Linked DNA regions of Mus musculus: all the other regions are linked to region 3. A link is a contact called in public promoter capture Hi-C data. All regions are on one chromosome and are shown on one strand. Each heading gives the region's core, a stretch centred on a gene start, on an enhancer-like site or on the middle of the called end of the contact. The rest is flanking DNA. Distances are from core to core; before and after follow the strand shown.

Evidence for each region. Capture Hi-C pulls out chosen DNA fragments and counts their contacts.
Region 1: a contact with region 3 is called in a promoter capture Hi-C map of liver. The contact joins two enhancer-like sites. A contact is called at or near these places in 2 of 39 promoter capture datasets (the C10 cell line and neutrophils), 4 of 15 datasets of contacts at CTCF or cohesin (CD8 T cells, embryonic stem cells, large pre-B cells and 1 more), 29 of 484 Hi-C or Micro-C datasets (B cells, the C10 cell line, CD4 T cells and 21 more), 6 of 115 datasets of contacts at active chromatin or transcription factors (the 230-238 cell line, the HPC-7 cell line, acute myeloid leukemia and 2 more) and 3 of 9 other capture datasets (adipose tissue, liver and pancreatic islet).
Region 2: a contact with region 3 is called in a promoter capture Hi-C map of adipose tissue. The contact joins two enhancer-like sites. A contact is called at or near these places in 2 of 9 other capture datasets (adipose tissue and liver).
Region 4: a contact with region 3 is called in a promoter capture Hi-C map of liver. The contact joins two enhancer-like sites. A contact is called at or near these places in 1 of 484 Hi-C or Micro-C datasets (uterus) and 2 of 9 other capture datasets (adipose tissue and liver).

The regions. Positions count from the first base shown.
Region 1 is chr2:11,329,078-11,336,689 of GRCm38.p6, reverse strand. No RefSeq gene overlaps it. Among named protein-coding and RNA genes, the nearest start is that of Gm13293, 6.6 kb to the left of the region's middle. Within about 2 kb of position 3,194, at least 129 of the 459 cell types and tissues checked have an H3K27ac peak or open chromatin away from gene starts, as enhancers often do. A contact at or near this core is called in acute myeloid leukemia, adipose tissue, bone marrow-derived macrophages and 1 more, where this site is marked.
Region 2 is chr2:11,362,836-11,370,077 of GRCm38.p6, reverse strand. All of the region lies in intron 1 of 8030442B05Rik (RIKEN cDNA 8030442B05 gene), which reads left to right. Among named protein-coding and RNA genes, the nearest start is that of Gm13291, 18 kb to the left of the region's middle. Within about 2 kb of position 4,512, at least 31 of the 459 cell types and tissues checked have an H3K27ac peak or open chromatin away from gene starts, as enhancers often do. A contact at or near this core is called in adipose tissue, where this site is marked.
Region 3 is chr2:11,586,569-11,594,202 of GRCm38.p6, reverse strand. It overlaps Rbm17 (RNA binding motif protein 17), which reads left to right. Exons shown (of 12, transcript NM_152824.1): 6 at 739-795; 7 at 3,373-3,514; 8 at 5,112-5,275; 9 at 6,409-6,482; 10 at 7,238-7,336. Among named protein-coding and RNA genes, the nearest start is that of Rbm17, 13 kb to the left of the region's middle. Within about 2 kb of position 5,987, at least 22 of the 459 cell types and tissues checked have an H3K27ac peak or open chromatin away from gene starts, as enhancers often do. A contact at or near this core is called in acute myeloid leukemia, adipose tissue, bone marrow-derived macrophages and 1 more, where this site is marked.
Region 4 is chr2:11,427,856-11,434,846 of GRCm38.p6, reverse strand. All of the region lies in intron 2 of Gm31990 (a long non-coding RNA gene), which reads left to right. Among named protein-coding and RNA genes, the nearest start is that of Gm31990, 16 kb to the left of the region's middle. Within about 2 kb of position 5,431, at least 254 of the 459 cell types and tissues checked have an H3K27ac peak or open chromatin away from gene starts, as enhancers often do. A contact at or near this core is called in adipose tissue and liver, where this site is marked.

The sequences.
Region 1 (7,612 bases), core at 1,945-4,444, 250 kb after region 3:
GAAGCTGTGGGGGGAGATGAATTCTAAGGACACACAAGAGAAGAAATCCGTTCCTGTTATCATGCTAGCGCTAGCTGCAGTCCTGACTGGTGTGTCCGTGGCTCTCCTTTCAGCCTATCCCTTATCTTCCCTGATAAGTGGGGTTTAGCCTGAGTTGCCACTTTGCTCTGTGGTGCTCTAAGCTTTCATTGTCTGCAGTGTGGAGGGCCGGTCTGTGCTGAGAGGCGGGATGTGTTTCTGTGGTTTGCCTGCTGATTTGCTGATTCATGGGACACGCATCGCACCATGGCTGGCGTGAGCCCTTGACCTGGGTCACTCATTTTTCTACTCCTCTACTTCTTTCCTAAAAAAAATAGGAAAGTAATCAAAATGTTTTCCCCCTCTGTGGGAAAGTCTCCCTTCACCTTTAGTAATCAGTGTTCTGTTTATCAGCTTCCACCAGCAGTGCTTTGAGTCCTTCTGACTGTGAACCATCAGGGGGACACTTGCAGTGATATACGCCATGGGAATCTGCTTAAATGCACACTGTAAGTACATGTATCCAGTTGCTGGGGCAGAGATACACGCAGGGCCACCTGCTGAACTGGATAAACACGGGAAGACTCCAACTGGATGTTACAGTTGCAAATCCAGGAAGAAAAACAACAACAAAAACACGTTGCTACCAGAAGCAGGGTGACTTTAAAAGCTGTTTTCTTTCAAATACCAAATACCAAGTGTGTTGGAATAGTTATGGTTGAGAGGCAAAGTTGTGTTCTTTGTTCCAAATACTTTTCTGCTTTCTCCTATCTTCCTTTCTTCCCCTCTCTCTTTCCTTCCCTTATTTCCTTCTCCCTTCCTTCCTTCCTTCCTTCCTTCCTTCCTTCCTTCCTTCCTTCCTTCCTTCCTTCCTTCCTTCCTTCCTTCTTTCTTTCTTTCTTTCTTTCTTTCTTTCTTTCTTTCTTTCTTTCTTTCTTCCTAAATGAATCATCTCCCTGAGAATTCTCCGACCATCAGTGTCTCCTGAGCTAAGGGTGGTAGTTCTTGAGCACCCCTCCCCCCAGCTCTGTATCAGAATGTTGACTGGCTTGGTTATGTGGAGACAACCACAGTAGCTATGAACTCATGAGTGTAGCTGTCCTGTTTTGTCCATAATACACTGGTCAGCTCTTGTCTTCCCCAGGCTCTGGCTCCTATAATCTTTTGATCTTTTCTTCCATGATGGTCCCTAAGACTTGGGATGCTACTGGTACATGTGATATAGATGTGAATATTTTGACCAGTTGTGATTTTGTTGTTGAATGCTGTCCACTGATTCTAATTGTTTCCGTGAATATTTCTTGAAGATCTTCTATGTGTTAGGACAGCTACTCTAGATTTTGCTATTATTCACCTCGAGGAGACTATCTCTCAATGCATTATGCTATCCTTGTCTTCAGAACATACCTGCATCCCACAGTTTTAGGCTGTCACAAAAGGCATAACAGAACTCTCTAGTGGTTTTCCTTTCTTTTTTTCTTTTTAACCAATAAGATACAATGTGATCCTTACATGCTAAGAACTCCTAGCTCAAAAGGAAGCTCAGTAGATATTAAAACATCCTGAGAGCCTTAAATCCAGCCAAAAGAAGTAGATGATTCCATGATAGTCATTCCATGACTGTACATGTATTGGAGTATATGGGGTTCACAGCAGAGTAAGGCCAGCCAATAGGAAGGAAACCTTTCTGCTTAGTCCTAGCCTCATCTCACCAAGTCCTAAAACTAAAGCACATGGCTCAGCAGTCATGACTTACTTTCTATCTTGATGGGTAACGAACAGCAGCAGCAACAGGCGGCATTGTTCTGGAGGCTGCAGGAACCTTTCAGCAAGGAGGTGATATGGTTTTATAAACAAGTTTTATTGAGATATAAATCTCACAAAACAGCCATTTTAAAGTCCACACTTTATTGTTCTACATATTATCAGAGTTGTGTAGTTATCACCACAAGCTGACTTCAGGACATTCTGATCACCCCTCACAAAGGGTTTGTGCCCGTTAGCACTCAGTTTTCCTTATGCTCTGAGCTTGAAATCGATAACCTATTTCTTGTCTCATTAGATTTGCTTGTATTGGACTTTCTATGTAAATGGGATTCTATTCTGTGTACTCTTTTGTGCCTTCTTCGCCTATGTAGGTTAGTGTTTCTGAGACTTACTACTATTGCACCTCGTATTAGCCACTTTGTTCCTTTTAACTGTTGAGTAGTATTCTATTATATGGGCACACCCCTTCTGCCTGTCGGTTGATCGCCTCTGATGTTGCTCCTTTTTGGCTACACTGAATGAAGTTTCAAAGAAGCTTTGTACAGGCCTTCTTATGTGCACGTGTCTTCGTTTCTCTTGAGTACACAACTGTAAGAGTAATGGTTAGCTCATGTGGTAAGTTTATTTATTTTTTTCTTATAAAGGAAAATATTTAATTGAGGGCTGGCTTACGATTCAGAGGTTTGGTCCATTGTCATTGTGGGAAGCATGTCAGCAGGCAGGCATGGTCCTGGAGAAGGAGCTGAGAGTTCTACATCGTGATCTGAAGGCAGCAGGAAGAGGGTGAGTGTACAGTTTTTTTTTAAAAAAATCTTTAATTGCCAGACTATTTTTTAAAAGACACATTGCACAATTTTTACAATAGTATTATTCACAGTGTAGCAGCTAATGATATTGAACATCTTTTCGTATTGTTACTAGCTATTTGTCCAGATTTTAGAGAAAAAAAAATCTATTCAATTCCTCCATTTTTAGCTCGGGCTTTTGTTATTTTCTTGCTGAGTCATAAGAGTCATTATGTATTCTACATGGTCCATACAAGTAAAGGATTGTTTGCGTAGTGTCTTACACATAGTAGGCCCTCAACAAATATCTGTTTGAGTAATCGTATGAACGTGAGTGGCTATGGGCTTCGGCTATGGATGCACAGGATCATGACATTAAGAATTAGCTCCTTCTTTTTTTTTTTTTCCTTAGGTGCAGACTTTGAATCAGAAGGCTCGTTTGTGTTGCTTGCCTCCAGCTATTGATGGGGCCTTGGGCTGCATCATCCTGGGCTAGCCTGGCAGCCAGTGCCCTGGAGCCAGCACAGGGCCCCTTCATTCTCTTTCTTTTTCTTTGGCACAGAGAGTGTCTTGCGACAGGTTGAATAAGCAGCCTGAAGGTTTGCCAGCGTCATGAGATGAGGAAGCACAGCAAGAGAAAAAGCGGGAGGCTGGGCTGTAGGGGAGGGGCAGCGGAAGCTTGCCATCATGTGGTTTAAATGGCTCAAACGCGATTAAAGGCGGGCATCAGTGCAAGCCCTTTAGCCTTCCAGGAAGCCTGGCCCTTCCCTTGGGTTGTTTGTTTAGCATGGTCTGGTGGGCTGGTTTGGTTACTTCCCCAAACTCATGAGCAAAGAGTGTTCTAGGTAGAGCGGGGATGTGGTCATTCCAGCCACGGAGGCAACTGAATTTAGGGTACCTGCATCTGAACTTAAAAACTCTAGGTCCAATCAAATTGTCACTGTGAAAAATGTCTGACACAGAGGGGACCATACCGAGTAGAGATGGAGGGAGAAGTAAGTGCTAGAGTTTTGTGTTCTTTTTTCTGCCGCTAGTATGTGGAAACAAATTTGAGCGCACATCTCGTGAGGTGCACATGAGACTGGAGAGAAAAAGCAGCGTTGAAGTTATTAGGCCAGCAGAAGGAACCGGGGTTGGATCGCTGCATTAGATCTGAGCTGAGTTAGTGACCACATGGAGATGTCCCTCATAACTCTCTTCCTAAATTTTCTCACCAAAACACCCAAATCCTTCTGCCCTGGCTTTCCTTAATTTACAACATGACCCCCTTTTAGTGCCCTACGCAGTTAGCTACAGTCTACTCTCTGTCTTCTTCACTCCCTGATCTTAGGGGGAAGACGTCATGGTGTGTTGGTTGATTCTAGAAACCTTGCGACACAGCAGGTGGCTGCAGAGGAATTACTGGTAGTGAAAAATAACAGCCAGCCCCCACCCCTTCTCTTGCAAGTGTCAGGAAGAGGAAGTGACATAGGAGAGTAGACAGCTTGCATTACAACATGGGAGGGTGAGTACCATATCAGGAGACTGACCATGTCTCAGATACCCATGGACAATGCCACTCCTCACTTGGTAAATGACAAGAGTGAAGCTCACTTCAGTTGGTAAGTTTATGGGTCTTCTGCACGGGAGCATTTAAGAAACTCAGCAACAACTATCTCCTGGTTGGCGAACATCTTCTTAGGTGCTGAAAGCATTGCTCATCAGCTCTCTCCTTTCTAGAACCTACTATCTGTGGCTCTTCCTGGGGAATTGTAAGAGAACTGAGCAGACCATGACCCCAAACTCTCTGTCAGCAACAGTATTTGCACTGTCATCTGTAGTGTTCTTTGCTGGTTTCAGGGAGGTTTGCACTGGTCTGTTTGTGTGACCTGAGTGTTTACCCAGTGAATACAATCAATACGATCCTTTCATTGATGAAGAGACTGAGCTCAGGAGGGCAAAGAGCTCCACAAAGACCTGTCTACTGAGAGTCCTTGATCACATGACCTGAGAGGCTCGCTGTCAGGGCTCTGAATCACTTTATGACAAGCAGGTTTTCCCCTTTATTTCCTACAATACACCCCATTCACTAGTATTTATTAATTGTACACAGTAATAATGGGCTCTATTGTGACATTTTGTCCTTGCATCGTACCATCCTTTGGCTAGACATCTTTCTATTACTCTCTCTCTCTTTTTTTTTTTTGAGACAGGGTTTCTCTGTATAGTCCTGGCTGTCCTGGAACTCACTTTGTAAACCAGGCTGGCCTCGAACTCAGAAATCCGCCTGCCTCTGCCTCCTGAGTGCTGGGATTACTCTTGTAGATTGCCCTCAAGCTTCCCTTGAAGGATGCTCACGGTGAAGGAAGGAAGGAAGCAGGAGAATCCAGTTCATTTTGGTTCACAAAACGTTTTCGACGGCAGTAGCATCTTCTGTCACGTTCCTCTGCTGCCCTCTAGTGGTGATCTAGCCTCAAGTTATGTGCGTGAGTGTGTGTGATGTGTATGGTGTGTGTGCATGTATGTGTATATGTGTGGTATGTGTGATGTATATGGTATGTGTGTGGTGTATATGGTGTAATGTGTATGGTGTGTGTGCATGTGTGTGATATGTATGGTGTGGTGTGTGTGATGTGTATGGTATATGTGTGTATGTGTGAGATGTGTATGGTGGGTAGTGTGATGTGTATCGTGTGTGTGTGTGTGTGTGTGTGTGTGTGTGTGTGTGTGAAGGCTAATCTTTATTTTCAACCTGATGGGATTTAGGATCATTCTGGAAACAGATACCTGGGTTTGTCTGTAAAGTACTATCTAGATTATATTAATTGAAGTAGAACCCACCCTGAATGGTCTGGGTTGGAGTCTCTGACTGAACAGAGGAGAAATAGAGCTGAGCAGCCTCAGGCACCACTCTGCTTCCTGAATGCAGAATGTGTGACCCGCTGCCCCACACAGCTGCTGTCCTTTCCCACTGTGGACTGCATCCTTGGAACTGTGAGCCACAACAACCCTTCCTTCCTTGGGATGCTCTTCTCAGGTCTATCTTAGCATTGACTCAAGTGATGAACCCAGTCAGTGTATATATACAGAAGAGAAATATATATATATTTCCCTCCCTCCCTCCCTCCCTCCCTCCCTCCCTCCCTCCCTCCCTCCCTCCCTCTTCCCCTCTTCTGCTTCTCTTCCTTCCTTCTTGTAGCAGTTCGTATTAAAACCGCTCCATGCTCCCAGGTGGGTACTCGAGGCTCCCCTGGACCAGCCAGAGTGCTCTGTATTCACGAATGAAAGACAACAAACACGCTGCGATATTTTAAATATGCCTTAAGTAGCCCAATGGCTGGGCCACTCCTGAACCTCCCTGTGGCTAACACACTCACTTCAGATATTCTTGAGTTATTACTTTCTAAAATCTATCCTGCATCTCTGCTACCCCAGATCCAAATGGGGAGTGGCCCGGGACTGCTTTCCCGTGGTTCTTACATGGCTGCTTCTCTGTCTTCCGTGGCTCTCAAGGCTCTCATGTTTGTACCCTCTTCCTTCCTTCTGCCCTGGGGATTCTCCTTCTCTCTGTCCTGTGTTCCTCTCTGGGAATCCTCAGAGTCCCGCCTCTATCCCCCTGCCTAGCCATTGTCTGCTGGCTCTTTATTGACCAGTCAACAAACCAACCTTGGCAGGGACCAGCAGTGGACGTGCAAATTCCTATGTAAGCAGAAATCAAATCCCCAACACTTCCCTTGCACCTAATGTGTGTGAAACCCTGACTGCAGGACTGAGAATGTGGAGATAAAAGTTTGCGACAATATTCCCTCAGCTAGGATGTTCTGACTTCTCTTCTGCATCGAAAGAAGCAAAGAAGACTTAAAATTCTGCAGAAGAGTAGCGGGAGATGCTCTTGCTCTTGCTGGCTCTTTGGTACAAGGCAAAACTGTGATCCCGAGATGTCAAACCAGGAAATCAGTGGCTTTTAATGCAGTGTCTCCGTACTGAGTTCTGACTACTTCCTCCCTCTCTCCCTCCCCCTCCTTTCTTCTCCCCCCTCCCCCCTTTGTATTCACAGACTGGACAGTGTCTCCCATCACTTGCTCGCACAACTGGAGAGATTGTTTCCATCTGTGCCGCAACATCCAACTTCTAGCACTCTACAGATGGTCTACACTCAGAGGTGGGGGGAGAGAGAGTCCGAAAGGATTTGTCAGGAGCATCCTAGTCAAAACCAAGGCAGGCTCAGTGTAGGTAGACTCCTGTTTAGAACCAGAGGCAGAGGGAAGGGCTCTGAATGTTCTCACGTAAAGGCCCACGTGGCTCCTTTTAATCTGATGCTCTGATAACTGTCCAGCCCAACTCAGAGTCCAGGGCTTTATCCTGGCTGTTCTGGTTCATGAGTCTGGCTCGTTTCCAGGTTGCTGCTGACCTTGTTAGATATCACATGAGATTACTGATAACCACAGAAACAACTCTGTGTACTGTGATGGTATCTCGGAGGACCTAGCATGTCTGTCACACTCTTGCAGACAGTTCTAATCTAGGCATACCTCACTCACAAACGTGAGTGAAAGTGTTTATCTCTCCCACTAGGGAGGAAACAGCTAAGGGCCTTAATGCTGCCAATTGACTTTTCTCTTCCCTATATTTGGAACATAGCTGGGGACCAATAATTTCTCATTTCATTAAGAAAAGGAGGGATGAGTTGGCTTGGTGGTGTGGACCTGTAATTTTAGCACTCTGGAGGCTGGGGCAGGAAGATTGACATTTTCAGATCACCTTGGGTTACAAAGCAAGCTCACACATCTGGATTGTATAGCCACCCCGAATCCTCGCACATTAAATAAAAACAAGCATGAATAATTATTGGCCTCAGCCATACTTACTTCTCATACACAATTACTGTTTTTCATAAGTAGAGTCACTAGGCCAACAGGAATGCATAGGATGAGGATTTATAATCAGAGGTCCCTGTAAACAGCTAAATCTCTGTGGCCAGGTCTGTGACACAAAAGGGCATTTAAGAGAAAGCAAAAGACACCAGGCTACAAAGCCAAGAAGGGCAGGGGGTGGACCAGTTT
Region 2 (7,242 bases), core at 3,263-5,762, 220 kb after region 3:
CTTCATTGAAAATAGATGTCGAGTTAGGAAGTGTCACCTGAATGCTGGATTTTAACAGATAGCTCAGTTCTGCCTCTCTGGAAAGGAGAAAGAAAGATTTTAGCAAAAAAAAAAAAAAAAAAAAAGTATTGGAAATAACCAGTTTCTCATACTGCCTTCATTTTTGACAAGTTTAATCTGTGTGGATGCACATATTGAATTACACTTAAATACATGGAAATTTTAAAACGCCAAAGGAAAGGAGAAGGCTGCACAACACAAATGTTTAACTGTTTCTTTTCCCCGACTATGGTAAATTCAAACCACTGGAAAGCTAAGAAGAGCCACTGCAGGAAGAGCCACCTCGGGAAGAGCCACTGCTAGCTTTGACGGTTGATGCTGATGGTCATGATGGGAGCCAAGCACTGTAACTGCCCACGGCTTGAGTCCTGTGTATAAACTGGTCCCCATCACATGCAGTGACTGCTTAGGGAGCTGGGGACCTGGACTGGTGTTCTAGTTGAATTCCTTTTTCTGTGATAAAGTATCCTGACCAAAAGCCACGAGGGGAGAAGGAGTCCTCAGCTTACTTGCAGAATATGACTCATCATTGTGGGGAAGTTGAGGCAGGGAGTCACATCACCATCAGAGTCAAGAGCAGAGAGAATAAACACATCCTTGTTGCTTATTTCACCAGCTAGCTTCCTTCACTGTTACAAGGAGCTGCCTAGGGTCATGGTGCTAATCACAGTGGGCTGGGTATTTCTACACTAATTAATAAGCAAGACAAAACCCCAGAGACATTCCTACAGGCCAACCTGAGCTCAGTAATTCCTCACTGAGCATGTTTCTTCCCAGGTGACTCAAGGCTAAGTAAAATTGACAATAAAAAAAAACTAACCAGTGTTCTCATCTCTTATTAACTTTATATATACACACACACCACTTTTAAACCACAGATTTCTATGCCTTCTCTCTTATAGTGTAAAACATAGTTTAACTTAAAAAAAAAATCCCAGTCTTTAATTCCATGTCTTTCAGGGGTCAGCTTTGAGAACTGACATAAATTATGATACTTCTCTGACTGAGCAAGTCATCATCTTCAGATAGCAAGACACAGCAAAGTTCATATGGGGAATAAAAAGCACAATTCAGAAAATCTCTCTTGAGCGACTTTGAAAAGTCATGTTGAATTTGGGGAGGCAATCTAGATCGGAAACTTCCAGATCGTGTGAACAACCAGTGTGACTATGGGCAAGCCATTGACTGATTTCTTAAGCCTGGGTTTGCTCATCAGCCAAATAGCTAAGAAGTCAGACATGAGATGGTGCATGCCAGTCATAACATCCCTGGAGAAACTGAGGCAGGAGAATAGGAGTTGAAGATCATCCACAGCTATATAGTGAGTTTGAGGCCAGCTTACGTTATTTGAGACCTGTTTAGAAGACTCAATGAAACAAACAGGAAAAAAATGGAGCTAAGAAGGAACTGTTTTGTAAGGTTGTTGTTAGCACTGTAAATGTGCATTCATTCATTCACTTGTTCATTCATTCATTCACTCACTCATCCATCCATTCACTCATTCATTCATTCATTCACTCATCCATTCATTCACTCACTCATCCATCCATTCCTCACTCACTCATTCATTCATTCACTCTCATCCATTTGCTCACTCACTCATTCCTTTATTCTAGACAATGTTTTGAGTATAGGAGACCTACAGACGCATAAGACACCATTTCAGTCGTTGAGCTTATACTGAAGAGATCTATAAACAAGCAAACACAGTAAAATGTGGTCAGCCGACTTCTATTTCCTGGAAAACAGTAGTATGAGCAGGCAAAGCCAAGGCTTGTCTCTTAAGGGTCTGTGTCAGGTGGATTGGGGAAACAAAACCCAGGAGCAAACATATGCATGCCTTCTACCCTCTTCTTCTCTTCGTTCCCCTCTGTTCCACCTTCATCCTTAGTCTTGAGGGAAGATAATAACATTGGAAGCATGTGATCATTAAACCTGGAAATGGGACTGGGCTCAGTCAGCCAAGAGTTTGTCATGCAAGCGTGAGAATGTAAGTTCAATCCCCAGCGTCCACATAAAAAAGCCAGACATTTCTGTCATCAGGGCTAGGGAGGCAGAGATACAGGAGCCCTAGGATTTACTGACCAGACCAGTCAGCCCAATTAGTGATCTCCGGGTTCAATAAGAGACCTTGTCTCAAAAAAAAAAAAAAAAAAAAAAGGTGAAGACTGATCAAAGAAGACACCTACCCATTCCTCATGTCTGGCTTCCATGTGCACACACTAGCACATGTATGCACACATATGAACAAGTGCACATAAATGTTCCTGAATTTATTGGTTGATAAGACTGAGCCACATAGAGAAGAGTGGGGGTGTGGGAAACGTCCTGCCTCTAAAGGATGGAGAGGACTTACTACTTGCTTGGTTTATTTACTGTCAACATAACACATCTGCAAGGAGGGAGCCTCAGTTAGGAACTGCTTCCATCAGATTGGCTGGGGAACATGTGTCTGTGGGGGACATTTTCTTGATTGTTAGTTAATGTAGGAGGGGCCAGCACACTGTAGATGGTATCATGCCTAGGCACTAGGCCCTGAGTTACATAATAAAGCTAGCTGAGCAGAAGCAGAGATAGCAAGCGATTAATCAGCCTTCCTTCATGCTTTCTGCCTTCAAGCTTCCTGCTTGAGGTCCTGCCCCAACTTCCTTCAGTGATGGCTTGTGACCTGGATGTGTGTGGCAGTTAGTGTTAAATTTGTTGTTGGTAAACACCATGACCAAAAGCAAATTGGGGAGGAAAAGGCTTTTGGTTTTTATTTTTCTTTCAAAATATTTATTTATTTATTTACTTATTTATTTATTTTTGTTGTTGTTTTTTTGAGACAGGATTTTTTTGTGTAGCCCTGGCTGTCCTCAAACTTGCTCCATAGACCAGGTTGGCCTCGAACTCATAGAGATCTGCCTGCCTCTGTCTACAAACTGCTGGGATTAAAGGCACACAGCACTACCACCCGGCTCAAGGAAAGGGTTTATCTTGCTTACAAAAGTCATAGCAGGAGCCCAGAGGAGGGAGTTGATGCAAAGGCCATGGAGAAGGTGTGTTGCTTACTGTCTCAGTCCATGCGACTTGCTCAGCCTGTGCTTGCTTTTAGAACCCAGGACCACCTGCCCAGGGGTAGCCCCACCCACAATGAGCTGGGCTCCCTCCGATCAATCACTAATTAAGAAACTGCACTACAGGCTTGCCCACAACCCTATCTTATGGAGTCATTTTCTCAGCTGAGGCTCCCTTCAGATGATTTTAGCTTGTGTCAAGTTGACATGAAGCTAGCCTGCGCAGTGTAAGAAAGCCAACCGAACCCTTCCCCATTGCTTTTAGTTACAGTGTTTTATTTCAGCAACAGCAGAGGCACTTGCCGGTACTGAGGTCTTTTGCTTCACGTTGAGCTGAGTTTTGTTTGTTTGTTTTTTTGCTTTCGGGACAGGGTTTCTCTGTATAGCCCTGGCTGGACTGGATCTCACTTTGTAGACCAGGCTGGCCTCGAACTCAGAAATCCGCCTGCCTCTGCCTCCCAAGGGCTGGGATTAAAGGCGTGCGCCACCACGCCCAGCGCTTGAGCTGAGTTTTAATTCCAGATATGTCTCTGCAAGCAGAGTGACTGTCACCGAGGGACTTCGCTTCTCTTAGTCTTACATTCTCTATCTCTAAAATGAGGTTACAACTAACCCCCTCATCGGGTTGTAGTAAGGATTAAGGTAGGTATTGTCTGTAAAGATGTTAATACAAGTTATTCTTTTCTTAATTCATTGTGTTGATTAATCTTCATTGTCAACTTGATTGGGCCTGGAATCATCATAGAAACACCTTTAGGTGTGAGTATGTGTGTGTGTGTGTGTGTGCGAGCACTTGTGTGTGAGAGAGTTTCCAGAAAGGTTTAACTGAAGAGAGAAGACTCATGCTGATGCAGGCTGTATTACATTTGGGGTCCCAGGAGAATCAGACAGAGACAGGGGGCTGAGCAAACATAGTCATCTCTCTGTTTCCTGACTGTGGGCTCTGTGGCAAGCTGTCTAGAGTTCCAGGCCCCATGCTATCCCGACCATGATGGATTGAACCCTCAAGCTACGAGCTATGATACATCCTTCCTTTCTGGAAGTGTTTATTAGGTATTCTGCCACAGCAATGAATAAAATAAATAATACATTTACTTTTATTGTTTCCAGTGAATGTAGATTACAGAACATCAGAGTCAGAAGGTCTGAGGGCCTGGTCTCAGGCAAAAATTATATTTACATTTATCTTGAACTCAGGGTTGAAGCCAGATTTTAGAAGACTGTTTATTCTGAACCAGAACTTACTGGAGTTGCTCTTATTTTAGTTCCTGGATCCTCTCATGAGATTTGAAATGTGATATTTCCAGAGGGAGTTTTCAGGAAAACCCATGACATCATAGTACAGAGGACACCAGATGGAATTGCCTCCAGGCAAATAGGTCAACACTCTCCAGTAAACCAAAATCCAGATGCACGAGAGAGACCCGGTGTTGCTGACATTCTGTCTGTTGTTGGGTTTTCCCATGGAATGTTCCTCCTAGCCACTCATGGGAAGTCAACACCCACGATCAAAAGGATCAGTTCCGATATAAGCTAAGCTGGGTTTTACTCAGATTGGCTCTGTCTTCCTGAGTAGGCTTAAGCAGATCTATCTTTCGTATACATCTGAGACCTCAGGGACAGCCAGCCTCAGCCTGGGAGAAATGAACAGAAGGGTCTCAGAAGGCCTAACAAAGGCTACAGTAGGCAATCAATATTGGGTAGGGCCTGGCAGAAGAATCAAAAAAAAAAAAAAAAAAAAAAAGAAAAGAAATGAATTAAAAAAGGACACAGAGAACCTGAAGTGTGGGAGAATACTTTCATAAGCATCAATGGTTACATTTTAGCAACTTGTGACCTCTTTCCACCACGGGACATTTATTTTTACTTAGGATGTTACTTTTCAATTTCAGTTTGACACAACCTAGAATCACAGGGAAAGAAAGTCTCAGTGAGCTCTCTACATAGAGCTGGCCAGTGGGCACATCTGTGAGAGATTGTCATTTAAATTAATTGATGTAGGGAGATTAAGCCCACTATGGGCAGCACCATTACCTAGGCCATGAACTGCTTAAAAGTGTCTCCACTTTTAAGATGAGCACAAACAAACAAATAAATAAGTGTGTCTTCATTTCTCCCTTCTCGTGACTATGGATGTGATATGACTAGCGATTTGAAGTTCTAGCTTTGACTTTCCCACAACCCGGAATTGTAAGTTGAAATAAACCTTTTTCTTTTTAAAGTGGCCTTCCACCTCCCACCCCACCCCCCAGGTTAGATGATCACAACAACAGAAATGAAACTAGAACATTCATAATTACTTATGTATCAGTTTTTCTTGCTACGGTCTAAGCACAACACAGACAAGGCCCACCCACAAGATCATAGTTTCCAAATGATAGTGGGCACCTCTGATGTCAAGCTACACAGATATGAAAGGTATAACCTGTAGGTAAACCTCTTTAGATTGTGTTGAATTAAGGACTGTTGACAGAGCTTAAAGCTTGAATTTTGCTGGAAACATCTCAGAGGATTTTTCTTTAATTGGAAGAATTAAAGCTTATCTTGGCCCCTTTCACCAGTGCAGTTTAACTGACTTCAATTTAATAGTCTTGGTAGGTGCAAGGGCAGCTGGCATAGGTACAAAGTGTCTAGTCCCATTAGAAAAGGATTTTTGAGTTCTAGTTTTTGGTTACACGGTCTATTCTATTGGCATGAGAATGTGCTAAAACAACAATGACAGAGACAATGTCCCAATTCTGTCTGGCCATGCCTTGAATCCTGGGAGAGTCCAGGCTTTCCGTAGTTCTCCTGCCTGTTTTCAGTTTACTTAGAACTAGAAGGGTCTGGGATTTTCCCACTAAGTCCTGCTTTCACTTTCTGCTTAAGGTAACAGTCTGTACACTATATGTAACAGCCAGCTGATCGTCATTTGTCCCTGTTAAAAATGACACATGCCTAGGTGAAGGCTCCCGGAGTTTCCTGTTCCTCAAAGCAAACAAAACCTTGTGTTTACAACTGTCAATTTTACTTGCAAAATGCCTGTTATATCTTTTTTTTTCACATTTCCATTTATTTTGTTTATGTATTTATTTACTTACTTTTTAAGTCACTATTTGTCAGAATGTTGTCACCTCTTAGCACAGACTCTTGTTGAAACCACCTGGGACTGGTCCTCTCTTCCTTCAGTTCAGGGCTGTACTTAACCTTGGGTTTGCATGAAAACATCAACCCAAGGAAAACGTTTGTGGTTGGTGACACTGAAGGGTTGGTCCAACTGTCTTAGAATGATTTTCAAGGCCGGGAGGAATGGGGGACCAGTGTGTCTGACATTTCTTCCTCGGGTGCCCTACCCGCCCTGTTTCCTTGTCCCAGTTGATAGCCTACCAATTCCGAACACATCATGTCCGTTCATGCTTCTGTGACTCTGTTGCACCATGTTCCTCCACCCAGGTTATTGCTTTCTACATCTTCTGGGTGGAAACTTACGTACCCATTAAGGCCCATCCAGGTGGAATGGAATCTGTGCAGGCTCCCTTAACTGCTGTGATTGGTTGAATAATCAAAGAGGCGGTTAGTAAAGGAGATGAAAGACTGAAGCCAACACAGCACAGCACTCTCACCTAACATAGCAAGGGCATCCATGCTTGAATTTTGGTGCCAGGCCTTTAAACACTTGTAATTACGTTTAGTTACCGTTGGTGTGAGCATGTGCTTATGCCACAGTGCAGGTGTGGAGGTCAGAGAACAACTACAGGGTTCAGCTCTCTCCTACCGTGTCAGTATGGGGGACTGTAGATAGACTGTCAGGCTTGGCAGCAAGTCTTCCTCTACTGAGCAATCCTGCTGGCACGTATAAAAGGCATTCTGGGTAGAGTTTCATTGATTAAAATCCTCCATTGATTTTCTTCATAAATGATTGCCATAATGGCTTTATTTTCCAGTTCAGCTTCAATATAACAGAACAAGAATAGAAAAGTCTCAAGTGGGTGGGGAGATGACTTAGTAGGTAAATAAAATATATAGTAAATATGAGGGACCTGCGTCCAGAGCCCTAGAACCCATATAAAAAGCCAGACACTTACAATCCTAGAAACAGTGAGGTGGAAGGTAGAGACAGGCTTGCTGGCCCTGGAAGCTTGCTGGC
Region 3 (7,634 bases), core at 4,738-7,237:
CCAGCTGTGCTTGCTGGGGCATTGTCCCTGATCCAGCTGTGCTTGCTGGGGCATTGTCCCTGTTCCAGCTGTGCTTGCTGGGGCATTGTCCCTGATCCAGCTGTGCTTGCTGGGGCATTGTCCCTGTTCCAGCTGTGCTTGCTGGGGCATTGTCCCTGATCCAGCTGTGCTTGCTGGGGCATTGTCCCTGATCCAGCTGTGCTTGCTGGGGCATTGTCCCTGATCCAGCTGTGCTTGCTGGGGCATTGTCCCTGATCCAGCTGTGCTTGCTGGGGCATTGTCCCTGATCCAGCTGTGCTTGCTGGGGCATTGTCCCTGATCCAGCTGTGCTTGCTGGGGCATTGTCCCTGTTCCAGCTGTGCTTGCTGGGGCATTGTCCCTGTTCCAGCTGTGCTTGCTGGGGCATTGTCCCTGTTCCAGCTGTGCTTGCTGGGGCATTGTCCCTGATCCAGCTGTGCTTGCTGGGGCATTGTCCCTGATCCAGCTGTGCTTGCTGGGGCATTGTCCCTGATCCAGCTGTGCTTGCTGGGGCATTGTCCCTGATCCAGCTGTGCTTGCTGGGGCATTGGCTTTGGTATCACAGGGAACTGGATTTATTCCACTTCTTCAGATTCATCTCTGTTTGCTCAATTGGAAACAGGAAGCTGTAATTACTTACTACACAAGTGCCAAATTGGTATGCTAATTTGGCTTATTCCTTAAAATATACTGCTAATCACAATCCTTGTGTCTTCACAGGTATGGGAGGAGCTGCCATCGCCCCACCGACGTCTCTTGTAGAGAAAGACAAAGAGTGTATGTGCCTCGCTTTCTTTTATTACCTATTCTCACACAGGTATTTGTGGACAGTGAAGATCCTAAGCTTGACTCTCTTGTGTCCTGAGTTTAGAGCAGAATAGCCTGGTTTTCATCCCTGAAGTCACAGTGGCCTTGCTTCCTGCTATACCTGGGATGCTTTGACAGGGTTTCTCTGTATAGCTCTGGCTGTCCTGGAGCTCACTTTGTAGACCAGGCTGGCCTCGAACTCAGAAATCTGCCTGCCTCTGCCTCCTGAGTGCTGGGATTAAAGGAGTGCGCCACCACGCCCGGCTTCACTTGGGACTTTTTAATACCAGACTCAGAAATACAGAGTTGGTTTGGGTTTTTTTGTTGTTCTTGGGTTTTATTTTTGTTCTTGTTCTTTTGGTTTGTTTTTGTTTTTGTTTTTCCTTTGCAGGGTAAGGTTCAAGACAGGGTTTCTCTGTATAGCCTTGTCTGTCCTGGAACTTAGTTTGTACACCAGACTGGTGTTGAACTTAGAGATCTCCCTGCCTCTGCCTCCTGGTTGCTGAGATTAAGTGCCCAGCCTGAAGTGGAGATTTTTATACAAGAAGATAACTTCATTTTTATTGTTATTTCCATCAAGGTTTCATGTTTGCAATAGGTTCATTTGAAGTAAATTAGAGCAATAATAAATAGTAGCTAACGCCCCTTGACTAGCATGAAGGACAGCAGCAGGAAGTGTTCAAATTCAGGGGTAGCCTGTGCTCTATAGTGATGTTCCAGGCTAGCTTATGCTCGATGAATATATGCAGGCAATACACTCATGCACATAAAACAAAAATAAAGTAATTGAAACAAAACTAAAAGCCATCAATAATCTTTTGAAAATATTTATTATTTATTTTAATTTTGTGTGCATGAGTGGTTTTGCCCATAGCAGATTTTGTAACTGAGATTGAGAGTGTGACTGAGCAGCATTCGTCTACTTATAAACATGACCACCCACTGTCAGGTCTCCTGGAGCTCCTCTAAAACTCAGAAGTTACGGTTGGGCTTTGCCCCATGTTTTGTACGGAGCTGTGCCTAAACTTATAAAAATAAATGGCTGGGCCTGCAGAGATAGCTCAGCAGTTAAGAGCACTCGCTACTCTTCCAGAAGACCCCGGTTCAATTCCTAGCACTCACAGAGTGGATGACAGCCATCTGTTGACTCCAGTTCTAGGGAATCTGTCACCTTCCTCTGTCCTTCATGGGCACCACACACGCATGCACACGGTACATAGGTATACATGCAGCAGAAACACTCATATACCTAAAACAAAAATAAATAAAAGTAAAGCCTGTCTTAGGGTTTCTATTCCTGCACAAAACATCATGACCAAGAAACAAGTTGGGGAGGAAAGGGTTTATTTAGATTACACTTCCATACTGCTGCTCATCACCAAGGAAGTCAGGTCTGGAACTCACACAGGGCAGGATATAGGAGCTGATGCAGAGGCCATGGAGGGATGTTACGTACTGGCTTGCTTCCTCTGGCTTGCTCAGCCTGCTTACTTATAGAACCCAGGACTAGCAGCCCAGGGATGGCACCACCACAATGGGCCTCCCACCCTTGACCACTGATTGAGAAAATGCCTTACAGCTGGATCTCATGGAGGCATTTCCTCGAGGGAGGCTCCTTTCTCTGTGATAACACTAGCTTGTGTCAAGTTGACACACAAAACCAGCCAGTACAGAGTCATCAATAATCTTTTGAAGATATTTATTTTATTGTAATTTTATGTGTATGAGTGTTTTGCCTGCATTGTGCCTGGTACCTGTGGAGGTTAGAATAGAGCATTGTATCTCCTGGAGCAGGATTTATGTAGGTTATGAGCCACTGTGTGGTGCTGGGAACTGAACCTGGTCAGTATGATAGCCAGTGTATGATATGATATACACTGTATGATAGCCAGTGCTCTTAACCATTGAACCACTATTTCAGCCCCAATATTCTTTAATATGCATTATACTATTATGTTTTAAAGGAAGATAATTTAAGAATATGATTAAATATATATTGTACAAACAAAACACCTGACAAACAATAAACCAGTTTCTGCCGACAGGGCCCATGTATCTGATGTCTTGACAGCTTCCTGTTGATGCTAATGCACAAGTGGGTAATACGGTCCTTATGGTCCTGACTTTAAAGATGGGTTTTAATTGTCATTGCGGCTAGCTAAAATAGTGTCTAGAGCAACGCTTATGCTATGGGGCTCTTGAGAGTTGTTACACTGCATCTCCTTGGAGCACACAGAGATCTTACAGTCTAGAAAGAGATGTCCTTTAAGTAAGGGCTTGAACAGGTGAGCAGCATTTCAGAAAGATGTGAAAAAGGACACTTGGGAGCATATGCCCAGTAGAACGGAGAATCCCCTTCCACTTCTGGTTTTGAAAACGCTACACAGATCCTGTAAACCAAAACTATGAGATAGGGACGCTGTTCTCTAGGAAAGAAAGAACATAACAGAAAGGTAGGTTATGTCATTCACGGTTGAGAGTGGAAGCCAGTGAACCTTCTGGGGTTTTCGCAGAGCTGAGTGAGCCTGCTTTGCTTTTCTTCAACAGTACCCCGCGATTTTCCTTATGAAGAGGACTCAAGACCGAGATCACAGTCTTCCAAAGCTGCTATTCCTCCCCCCGTGTATGAGGAGCCGGACAGACCAAGATCTCCAACAGGCCCCAGCAACTCCTTCCTTGCTAACATGGGGTGAGTGCTAAGTGTCCTGTCTAGCCGAGAGAATGTTGAAGTGCCTTAAGACTCTGAGGTTGGGGGTGTGGCTCAGTCCTGCAGTCACAGCACCCTGAAGATGGGGGCAGAAGGAGTCTTGAGTTTTAGGCTAGCCTGTGAAGTGTTTGCTGATTTTTTTCAATAGGTGGAACTCTTTTGAAAATGAATCCACTTGGATTTCTAGAGCAATACTTGTTTGGTCATATGTTGCTCTATAAAGGATTAGTGTTTCATACCATGCTGAGTGTTTTCCAAAACAGTGAGGGTTTGTACAAAGCAGCCTTCTATATAAGTCAGGGATAATCTAAACACATTGTGCTCCGCAGGAGAAGTTTCTGTTGATGATATCATTTCTCATAATATGCAGATAAAGTTGCTCTAGGAATTGGAGATGCTTCATGTTCTCTCCAAAGGATGAGGGGCACTGGGTTTTCCTGAGGAAATGGGTTGTTTGCCTTAGACTGTGCTTTTACACCTTTGCTTCTAAGAAACTGTAGGCTGGAGATGGGCTCAGTGGTGGAAGGTTTGCTGCTGTGCACTGGCCCTTGCTCGGATGCTGCGCTCTGTGCCTAACCACTCCCCCGGACAGACAACACCTCTGTCAGTCTAACTATAGTATTTGTCATAGTGTGGTGAAAAAAAATCAAATTTAAGATTGACATTTGAATGAGACTAGTGGATTTGATTATCTATCTATCTATCTATTTATTTATTTTTGTCTCCTTATAGCGCAGGTTGGCCTCAAACTGACTATTCTTTGACCACCTGCCTCAGTCTCTGGAGTAACGATGTTAGGATTGCAGGAGTGCGGTGCCACTATATTTCATTTCTGTTCTGATGCTGTGAAAGACTGCTCAGGTGGCATCGCCCTATTTTTTTTGTTCCGTGCTGTTAAACAGAGTGCTGCTTGTAGTCTAGGTTCTGAGAACCCTCAGGAGGTACTAAAGAAAGCTGGAGTAGACAGCTGGACTCATGAGCAGCAGGAGGACTTTTCAAATAATGGGAGTTCTTTCTTCAGTCACACTGTCTCAGCAGCTGCTAATGGAGACTGCATCTGTTGGTGTGGTTCCAGCACACTGTCTTAGAGGACAGTGCCCGGTCATTGACCGCGCTGCACTGGAGGGGAAGAGGGCAGGGAAAGCTTCTGGGTCTAGTCCTTCCTGCTCACCATAAAAATTGTCGCTTTGTTTGGTTTTCATTTAAACAGGAATTGGATTTTTAACTTGTACTTAAGAAAGCTCCAATACAGAATAGTTTAGCCTTTGTAGGAGTTTCCTTTGCCCTGAAATAGTTTGTTCAAAAGGATCTCTGAAAGGAACTGCAGAATATAAGTAGGTGCAGGTCTAGTGGGAGCTGAGCTTGGGTGCAAAGCCGAGTCGACGGGGACACCCTTGAGACCTTTGACACCGGGAGTAAATTGCTGCCCTCTTGAAAGCAGCAGACCAAGAATCTAATTCTATTAGTGCTCTTAACACGGGAAAAGGTTTTTCAAATGCTTTCTTTGTGGCCAGAGTGTGTCCAGTGTGTTCTGGTATCAGTGGCGTTAGCTCTAAGGATCCTCTTCCTTCCCTCACAGTGGCACAGTGGCTCATAAGATTATGCAGAAGTATGGCTTCCGGGAAGGTCAGGGACTGGGGAAACACGAGCAAGGGCTGAGTACTGCATTGTCTGTGGAGAAGACCAGCAAGCGTGGCGGCAAGATCATTGTGGGGGATGCGACAGAGAAGGGCGAGGCTCAGGGTAAGTTCACAGAGCGTGTGGGTCCTTCATTCCAGAGGGATGGTGCATCCTCCTCGGGGAGCAGTGACTGCTCCTGCTGCTGTGACATGCTTTCCACTTCTGTATTATGAAACCAAGAAGTCTCAGACTTGTCTTTATGTTTCAGAACCAAGGCAGACATGAAATATGTTTGTGGGAGCAAAATTTCCCAGCTGCTTTGATTAGGCAAAGTATCTTTAGAGCTTGATATAATGCTTAAAGATTGTGTTTGCTTTCTCCGCGCCTTCCCTGGGTCTCAGGCTTTTTTCCTTTCAGTATAGATGTGGTTCTGGTTTACTTCTGGTAACAAGTCCACTGACAATCCTGTTGGTGCACAGCCTCAGCCGCAGCCAGTCGCCTCACTGCTAGCTGCTAGTTAAAAACAGACTTATCTCAGTTTACAGTAGGATCTAAAGTCAGTGTAGCTAGTAACTAGATAATTGTCTTTGCCAGCAACCTTAAACTGGTATTCCAAGACAAAGATTATCAGTAAATATTATAAACTGTGCTCTGCCAGCCCTTCAGGAAGTGAAATGAGCAAAAGATGGTGGGTAAAAGCTAGAAACTTTCAGATAATACTATAAATGCATATAGCAAAGAGGAGCATGCTTTTACGGCAGGGCCTGGTGCATAGATGACTCTAGGACACAGTGATGAAGTTGGCATGTGATTGAATTAGTCTTGGGCTGGGACTCAGTAACACTTCCTGTTCCCTCAGTTCCATTTCCTGTTGCTGTGGTAAAATAACCTGACAAAAGCAACTATGAGAGGAAGTGTTTATTTGGCTCGATCCAAATCCAGGTTACAATCTGTTACTAAGGGGCAGTCGAGGCACCAGGAACATGAAGCAGCTAGTCACGTAGCATGTAGTTGGGAGCAGAGAGTGATGAGTGAATGCATACTAACTAGTCCTTGGTTTCCTTTTCCCATCCTTGTTTGGTCTGGGCCCCCAAACTTCAGGGTTCCTCCCATTTCAGTAAATATAACTAAGATACTGTCTCACAGGCATTCTCACAGACCTTTCTAGACCTCTAGATTTAATTATGTCTAGATTTTACATGTCTAGATTAGGAAAATTAAAACTAACGATCATAGTGTCTCATGTTTTGATACAGATGCATCCAAGAAGTCGGATTCAAATCCATTAACTGAAATTCTTAAGTGCCCTACTAAAGTGGTCTTGCTGAGGGTAAGAAGTAAAAGAAACTTGTCCTTGCTCCTATGTCACCCGTCTACCTGTCTTTACAGGCTTTCACAAAGTCCCACTGGTAGCCTATAAAATACTGAGAATATGGGCTGGAGCAATGGCTCAGTGGGAAGAGCATGCGATGCTCTTCCAGAGGACCCGAGTTTGTTTCCCAGCAACCACATGATGGTCCACAGCTGTCCATAACTCCAGTTCCCGGGGATCTACCCTCTTCTGGCCTCTTGAGGGCACCAGGCACTCAAATGGTACACAGACATACATTCAAGCAAAACGCCCATACATTTTTTTTAAAAAATACATTTTTGAAAAGATTGTTGAAAATGATACTTTTACAAATAATACCTTTGGGTAGATCCTTACAGATGGGTTTTAGGTTATCCTCTCAGTAAAATGTTACATGAGACTGCAGCGACTAATTAGTTAAAATGGTTAGACAATTCTGAAACATCCTCTTTGGTACACAGATACTGTTATAACACTTTTCAGAGCTTGCTCTCTGTTTGCAGAAATGCCAGCTCTAGTACCTTAGAGGCAGAATTTTCCATTCTGTCTTTTGGGATTAGAACATATCCCACATCTAGGATGGGACTCAGTGTTGGAGCACTTCCCAGTGTGTGCAAAGTTCTAGTTCTGGCTGAGTAGAGGGGAGAGAACATTTGCCTTTATGAAAGAAAGTGTTATTTCTGAAAGCTGCAGACATTTGTAAATTACGCCTGTGTTTGCTTCTCTGTATATAGAACATGGTTGGTGCAGGAGAGGTCGATGAAGACTTGGAAGTTGAAACCAAGGAAGAATGTGAAAAATATGGCAAAGTTGGGAAATGTGTGATATTTGAGGTACGGAGATTTTTCTCTTGCAATTGGTGGATTATAAGTCCCCCTCTACAAGTGGCGTTGATCTAGTAACATTGTCTCCCTATAAAAGCCAACACATTTCACTTAGACTGGGTGATTTGTGTTTGTTCTGCTTGTAGGACAAGGTCTCCTTTGTAGGCAGGCTGACCTTGAGCTCACGGAGATTTCCTGTCTCTGCCTCCTAAGTGCCAGGACTAAAGGCATCATCACTACTCCCAGCTGTCTGGTAGTGTTAAATGTAAAAACAAAAGTAGAGTTTATTTAGTAGTATAATGGAAAC
Region 4 (6,991 bases), core at 4,182-6,681, 160 kb after region 3:
TTGTGGGGGTGGGGAGATGATCTTCAAATGCACTTGGCTGAGAGTAATTAGCATTCATGCACTTCTTCTGTCTGGGAGCTAGTTTCAAGGGCCAAGACAAAGTGTGTCTGGGTTCGTTAGAAGCAGCAGCGCCAACGACCATGTGAACCATCCAAACCAAGGGTCCGTTTTGTTTCTCACATCTCAGATAAGGTGAGGTGGAGGGCTGGAAAAGTATGCATGTGCATTTATTTCCTGGTGCTTCGGGTGATCTGTAGTCAGCAGAGCTTGTGTTCCTTTGGCCACTGAAAGACTCTGAAGGCAGCGTTCTGGGAGCAGTGGAAGCCAAGAGGTGAGAAGTCAGACGTCAGATGTGGCTGCTGAATAGCAGGGTGGGTGAATAGTGTGGTTGCTGTGCTTGAGGAAGGACGGGGGAGCCAAGATCTCTTTCAAAGCCTTTTCCAAGCAGGTAGGACAATGAGCTGTTTGAACACAATATTTCATTGAGATATCATTGAGTGGACTTCTGGTTCAGTCCCCTCTAACTGTGTGACCTTGAACAAGATGTTCAGCTCCCTATGCCCAGACTATCTCAATGAGGTTATTGTTCACACTAAATAAGTCACTGAATAGAAAACCTTTAATTAAAAAAAATATTCAATAAAGGTCGCTCCAAATAGCCCCAGGGCCTTCTCTAGTGAGTGAGGAGTGGGTGTGGCTCATCGGTGTGGCCTATGGCTGTCTAGAAGGCCTGTGTGTGTTCTCTGCTCCCACACTTGAGACATGCATGTATATACTTAAAGTTAAGTTCAAGTGCATTGTGGAACGTTTAAGGGAGAGGAAGGGATTATAAAAGGAAACTATCACAGAGGTGGGTGTGGAAGAAGTGGGGGGCAGGAATTTATTTATTTTTATGTAGGGTTTATCTACTCGTCTCTGTAACAGGTAGGACTCTGTAGAACTGAACATACAGCATAGACAAGAGCCCCTGGCCTCATATAGGTTGTGATCCAGCCTAGAAGACAGATGTGAAGCTATGAATCCCAGAGGTCAGTGTACCATGAAGAGCCCTGGTTTGGTGACTGGTCAGTAGAGGCAGGTGCTGAGATAAGTGTTCTTTGAGTCGCTTTGAGATCTGTAGAAATGCCTTTCTCCTCTCCCTTACTTTGGCTCTCTGGTGGAAGCTGTCATTATGACCAGCTCACCATTATATTGGAATACCGAGGTTAATTCTGCCCCAAAGAACACATCAGATGTGTGGCTCCCAGCCTGTCTGGACATAGGTCTGCTTGGACTGCAGAGCTCTCTGCTTGGGTTCCTTTCCGCCTGACTTGTTCCGTAGCTTGTGCATGCCTCTGGCTGTGTGGAAAGATTTCATATCAGTTCTTTAGTGAGCAGCAGGTCATGTGGAGAAGATGGAATTTCAGATCTGGAGACTAAGCCTGAGGTCAAGTTTGATCAGACAGAATCTCCGTAAAATACAGAATAAGAAAATGTGTTCATCTTCTTAATGCATTCATAGATCTTCAATGGAGTAAGGAAAGAAAAGAATGCAGGCTTCGTGTGTGTGTGTGTGTGTGTGTGTGTGTGTGTGGGTGGGTGTGTGTGGGTGTGTGTGGGTGTGTGTGTGTGTGCTCGCGTGCGCACACGCGCATGTGACCACTGTTAGGTTTATGATGTCCCTGTTCCTGCCAACTTATATGTAAAGTATAGATGACTATAATGGCTGTAATAATGAGGGCTAGGAAGTTCCCTCAGTTGGTAAAGTGCTTGCAGCAGAACCTAAGAAACTGAGATTCGTCTCCAGAGCCCACTTACAAAGGCGACACACACTTGTAATCCCAGTGCTGGGAGGTCGTGACAGGAAGGTCCCCGAGGCTCTCAGGCCAGCCAGCCTTGCCTAACAGATGAGCTCCAGACCACCAAGACAGCCTGTGTCAAGAAACAAGATGGAAATTTCCTGAGGACTGACATTGTCTTAGTCAGTGTTATGTTGCTGTGAAGAGACACCACAATCAACAGCTCTTATAGAAGAGACGTTTACTTTGGGCTTATTGACAGTTCAGAGGTTTAGTTCATTATCACCATGGCAGGAAATGTGGAGGCATGCAGGCAGACATGGTGCTGGAGAAGTAGCTGAGAGGTCTACATCTGGATCTGCAGGCGGCAGGGGGGGGGGGGGCGGGAGAGAGAGAGAGAGAGAGAGAGAGAGAGAGAGAGAGAGAGAGAGAGAGAGAGAGACTGGGCCTGCTTGGGCTTTTGAAACCCCAAAGCTCACCATCCAGTGACACACATCCTTCACAAAGGTCACATCTAGTCCTCCTCAAGTAGTGCTACTTGTCCAAATCATATACATGAGCCTAAGGAGGCCACTCTTTCTCAGACCACTACAGACGACTAAGATTGTTCTCTGGTCTCCACAGGCATATTCACAAACACACACACGCAAGTGCACTTAGCACACGCGCATGCACTATCCCAACACATACACACACACACACACACATGCACGCACGCACGCACGCACGCACGCACGCACGCACGCACTAAGAAGGCAGACTGAGCAGCTGCCAACAGAGCTAATATTTAAAACGGGGACCAGAAGTTTTTCCCTGATCCTTTCCTGAGGCCAAGGCCTGGTTTCCTGTGGTAAAAAGTCTGTGTTCCCATCTGACCTAGCCTTATAGGCTTCTGGGAATGTCTGTGCATGGGGACCCATTCTCTGCTCTCTAAAGCATTCCTGCCACCACATAATTGACAAGTCTGAGGCCGTTTTCTGTTTATAAAGCACTTCCAATCCTGAGCCCTGCAGGATACAGGCCGTTCTATCATCCTCCTCCAGCTTGAGGCTGTCTGTGAGGAGATGATGGAGAACAGATTAGAGTACATTACAGGATGAATTGTTTCCTCTCATAAAAGATGCATTGGAATTCAAGCTGCTAGAACTTGGAAAAGTTATTGTATAACTCCCCCCCCCCCCCACCCCCCTGAGATAGGATTTATCTATGTAGCCCTGGCTACTCTGGAACTTGCTCTGTAGACCTGGCAGGGCTCAAACTCACAGAGATTCAGCTGCCTCTGCCTTCTGAGTGCTAGGATGTAAAGCATACACCACATGGGCTGTATGCCATTACATGCCATTGTGACTACAGTACCTAACAGGAACAATAGGGCAAAGCTCATTTTGTCTCACACTTCCGGAGGGATTTCAGTCCATCATGGCAGAAGGCAAGACACACAGGCTCCATCTCTGGTGGTGAGAGCAGGGAGTAGAGGGTTGTTCACATGGCAGCAGAAGGGCAAACAGAAGGGGAGCTAGGTTGGAATTACAGTGGGACCTACATCCACCAGTCAGTTCCCACCCAATGAAGGTTGCATGGCTTTGCAATACCCTGCAGCCCACTGGAGAACAAAGGTTTGAAAGATGAGCCTGTGGGTGGCACTTTGGGATCAAACCCAAAGGTGACCTTATTTGGCGATGGGGATCTTTGTAAAGGTATGCAAATTGTAGTCATTAAGTTGAGCCTTAACCCTATGTGGCTGTGTCTTTAAAACAACATGAAATGAAAACATAGATGCAGGGAATATGTGTGTAACCCAGCAAGGGGGTGAAGAGGAGATGGAAGAACGGCTGGAGCTTGTTGGCCACCAGTCTACTTCCTGGTTAAATGAAAGACAGAGTGTAATGGAATAAGGCAGAGAGAGCTAGAACAGGGCACTCTGTACCCTCTTTTAACTTTCGAGTTATACATGTGTGTGCACCCAGATACACATATGTGCATGCACATACAAAGCATACAAAAGAATAAAGAAACAAATATTTTTAGCAGATATAAGTACTTACTTGCCCCCAAGCCTAAATCCTGAGTTTGGTCTCCAAAACTCATATGGTAAAAGCAGAGAGCTATGTTTTCTGCTGACCCTCCCTACAGAGAGAAATTAGAAACAAATCATTAAAACAAACAAAGACAACCAAGAAACTTGTGATAATGTGAAGAGACACAAACAGGAGACCAGGATCTACCAGCCAGGATCAGAAGCCGGGACTAGATCCTTCCTCACAGTTGGAAAAGGAAGCGGTGCTGCAAACATCTGACCTTGGACTTAAATAAATAACATAGGAGTAGGGAGAGAGCTAAGCCAGAGTGTGCTTGCAATGAAAGCTTGAAAGCCTGAGGTTGAGCCCTAGAGCCCGTATTTTTAAAAGCTGGGAGTAGTGGTTCTCTCTCTCTCTCTTTCTCTCTCTCTCTCTCTCTCTCTCTCTCTCTCTCTCTCTCTCACACACACACACATGCATATACACACAAGAGCTTGCATGTATACATGCATGCATAAACATACACATACAAAAGAAAAAGGAGAGATGTATAAAGGATAATGGATTATATGCAAGATTAAGAAGGGAAGGACATCTGTTGAAAAGGATGATCCCAAACATACACAGACATTTGCTGGTAGGCAGGTGGTGCTACTTTAGTAATGCATTAAACAAGAGGATGCAGCAAGATTTAACAATAACCATAACTTCAGAGCAAAGCAGAGGGCAAGTGACCCCAACATAGCGACACCTGAGCATGTTAGGGTCTTGTAAGTGACAGGCACACCTGGGGCTAATGAATGCTGCCTATGTTCATAATTACAAGCACATAAGCACAGGCCATAGGTTCGTGAAAGCAAACAGAATTCTATCTCATTCTAAACTGCATGATATCTAAGAGACTTTTGAGACTGGTCATTAGTCTTTCTGGGTTCCTCTGAGAGGCTGGTGCCATTTTTGTTTGTTTGTTTGTTTTCACTTGTTTGTTTGTCTTGTTTTGCCTAGGGCCTTCTAACCTTTCATCTGGGGCTTTAGGGGCCTTCTGCTAGCTAGAACTGCGTCTTGCTGTCACCACCCTCTCCTCTGCGTTCTCTGTTGTTACAGCAACAAGACCTTGGTCCTGCCGCTCCTGAATTCTCTGCAGAGCTTGCCTGTGACTCAGAGAAGGAGGAGTGAGAGGGCGGGCAGTGAGAAGCAGTTGATTCAGCCAGCTGCATGACTCAGCCAAGCCTTCCTGGATTGACTACAGACAGGAAGTTGCTGCTGATCCCTCACAGGAACCCCATCCTATGCCTTGTGATGGATCACCCAGTCAGTGACTCAGATCAGCTGGGCTCTGCTCGCACAGGGTCACCCAAGTGCTGGTCTCTGGGAGTGTTCCCATGAGCTCATCTTTGAATGCAGCAGCCACACAGCAACCTCCCCCTCCCCCCTCCCCCCAGTTCCTCATGTGGTCTCTTAGAGTGCCTATGGATAGGGAGGAATGGGAAGGAAGCTTTAGTTTGGATCCTGTGCTTTGAATGGAGGGATTATATCAGCATACAGGGAAATATTTTTTGTATGTACATGGGAGAATCCTGTCCTTTGAAGAAATGAAACTTCAATTTCTCAACCCAGAGAAGTACCCAGTGACAGTTGCCCAGTGAGAAAGAACAGGACCAGAAATAGAGAAATGTTTGATCACTTAGAGAACGTCTCTGGCCAAGGGTTACCTTTGCTTTTAGAAGTGTTGGCCTTTTGATCAGGATTGTGAGTGGCATGTTATTTAAATAACCCCACAAATGGCAACAGTGGGGTGCAAATTTATAATCGCAGCACTTGGGAGACAGAGGTAGGCAGATCTCTGTGAGTTCAATCAAGGCCAGCTTGTTCCACCTAACAAGTTCCAAGCCAGCCAGGGCTGCAAAAGGCCACAAACAAACAAACAAACAAACACAGCAAATGAATGACTAGCACGGGGAGGGGAGGGGTTGCTATTTATTTGCATGCATGGGTTGGAAGTATAGCTAAGGCATAACTTAGAAAAGGTATATTTAATAAAAGTGCTACACTTTAAGCGACAAATGGACAAATGGTTGACAATCTCAATCTGGTCATAATGGTGTCCGCCTCTAACCCAGCACTGCAGAGGCAGGGGTGAGTGGATTGAGCTTTTGAGGCCAGCAAGGGCGACAATGCCAAGTTCCAAGGCAGTCTGAGATAAGGTAATGAGATTTGTCCCAAAAACCAAGGGCTGGCAAGGTGTGGTGGTGTGTGCCTTTAATCTTGGCTGGAGCTCAAGGACACAAAAAGTTTACAAGGTCTACAAAAAGTTTAAGGCAATGAGTACTAAACATGAGTGCTTAGCATAAGTGAGCTGCTAGTCTAACTATCAACACCGCCCCACCCCCAATCAAGACCAAAACAAACACCTAACCCCCCAGGATGGTGATGTAGAAGATCACACAGCCTCACATGTATGTAGGCCCCAGATTGCACTGGGGAAACATTTCATGTGTAGGCACGGATATTTGAGAGTCTAGTAGGACAGTAACAGTTAAGTGCACACATCACCTATGAGCATCTCACTTGACTTCTGCTGATGAAAGCTTGGCTCTTTCAGAGCAGCAGCCTTAGCTGAGAACCTGCAGATTGGCAGGGCTAAATAGCCTCTTATAGATAAGACTACCAGCATAATTATTATTAATTTAAAGTATAACTTTAGGTTGTTTATTTTCTACTTCTCAAATGTACATTGGTGTTCTGCCTGCATGTATATCTGTGTGAGGGGGTCAGATTCTGCATTACAGACAGTTGTGAGCTATCATGTGGGGGCTGGGATTTGAACCAGAGTCCTCTGGAAGAAGAGTCAGTGCTCTTAACCACTCAGCCATCGCTCTAGCCCCCAGGTTGTTTATTATTCATTCTCTGTCTTTCTGTCTCTCTCTGTCTCTCTCTCCCCCTTCCCCCTTCCTCTCTCTCTGTCTTTCTCTGTCTCTCTCTTTCTCCCTGCTCCCCCCCCCCATCTCCCTACATATATGTAGTATCCACAGGCCAGAGGAAAGCAAAGATCCCCTGCAACTAGGAGACTGACCTTGTTTTATATGTACTCTCTATGTGTTCTGGTGTACCCATGCGTAGTTCTATGCAGCTTTACCATGGAGAGATTTTCCCAGCAACTCTCAGATCAAAGCCCAGAGTTTCCATATCCCTGTT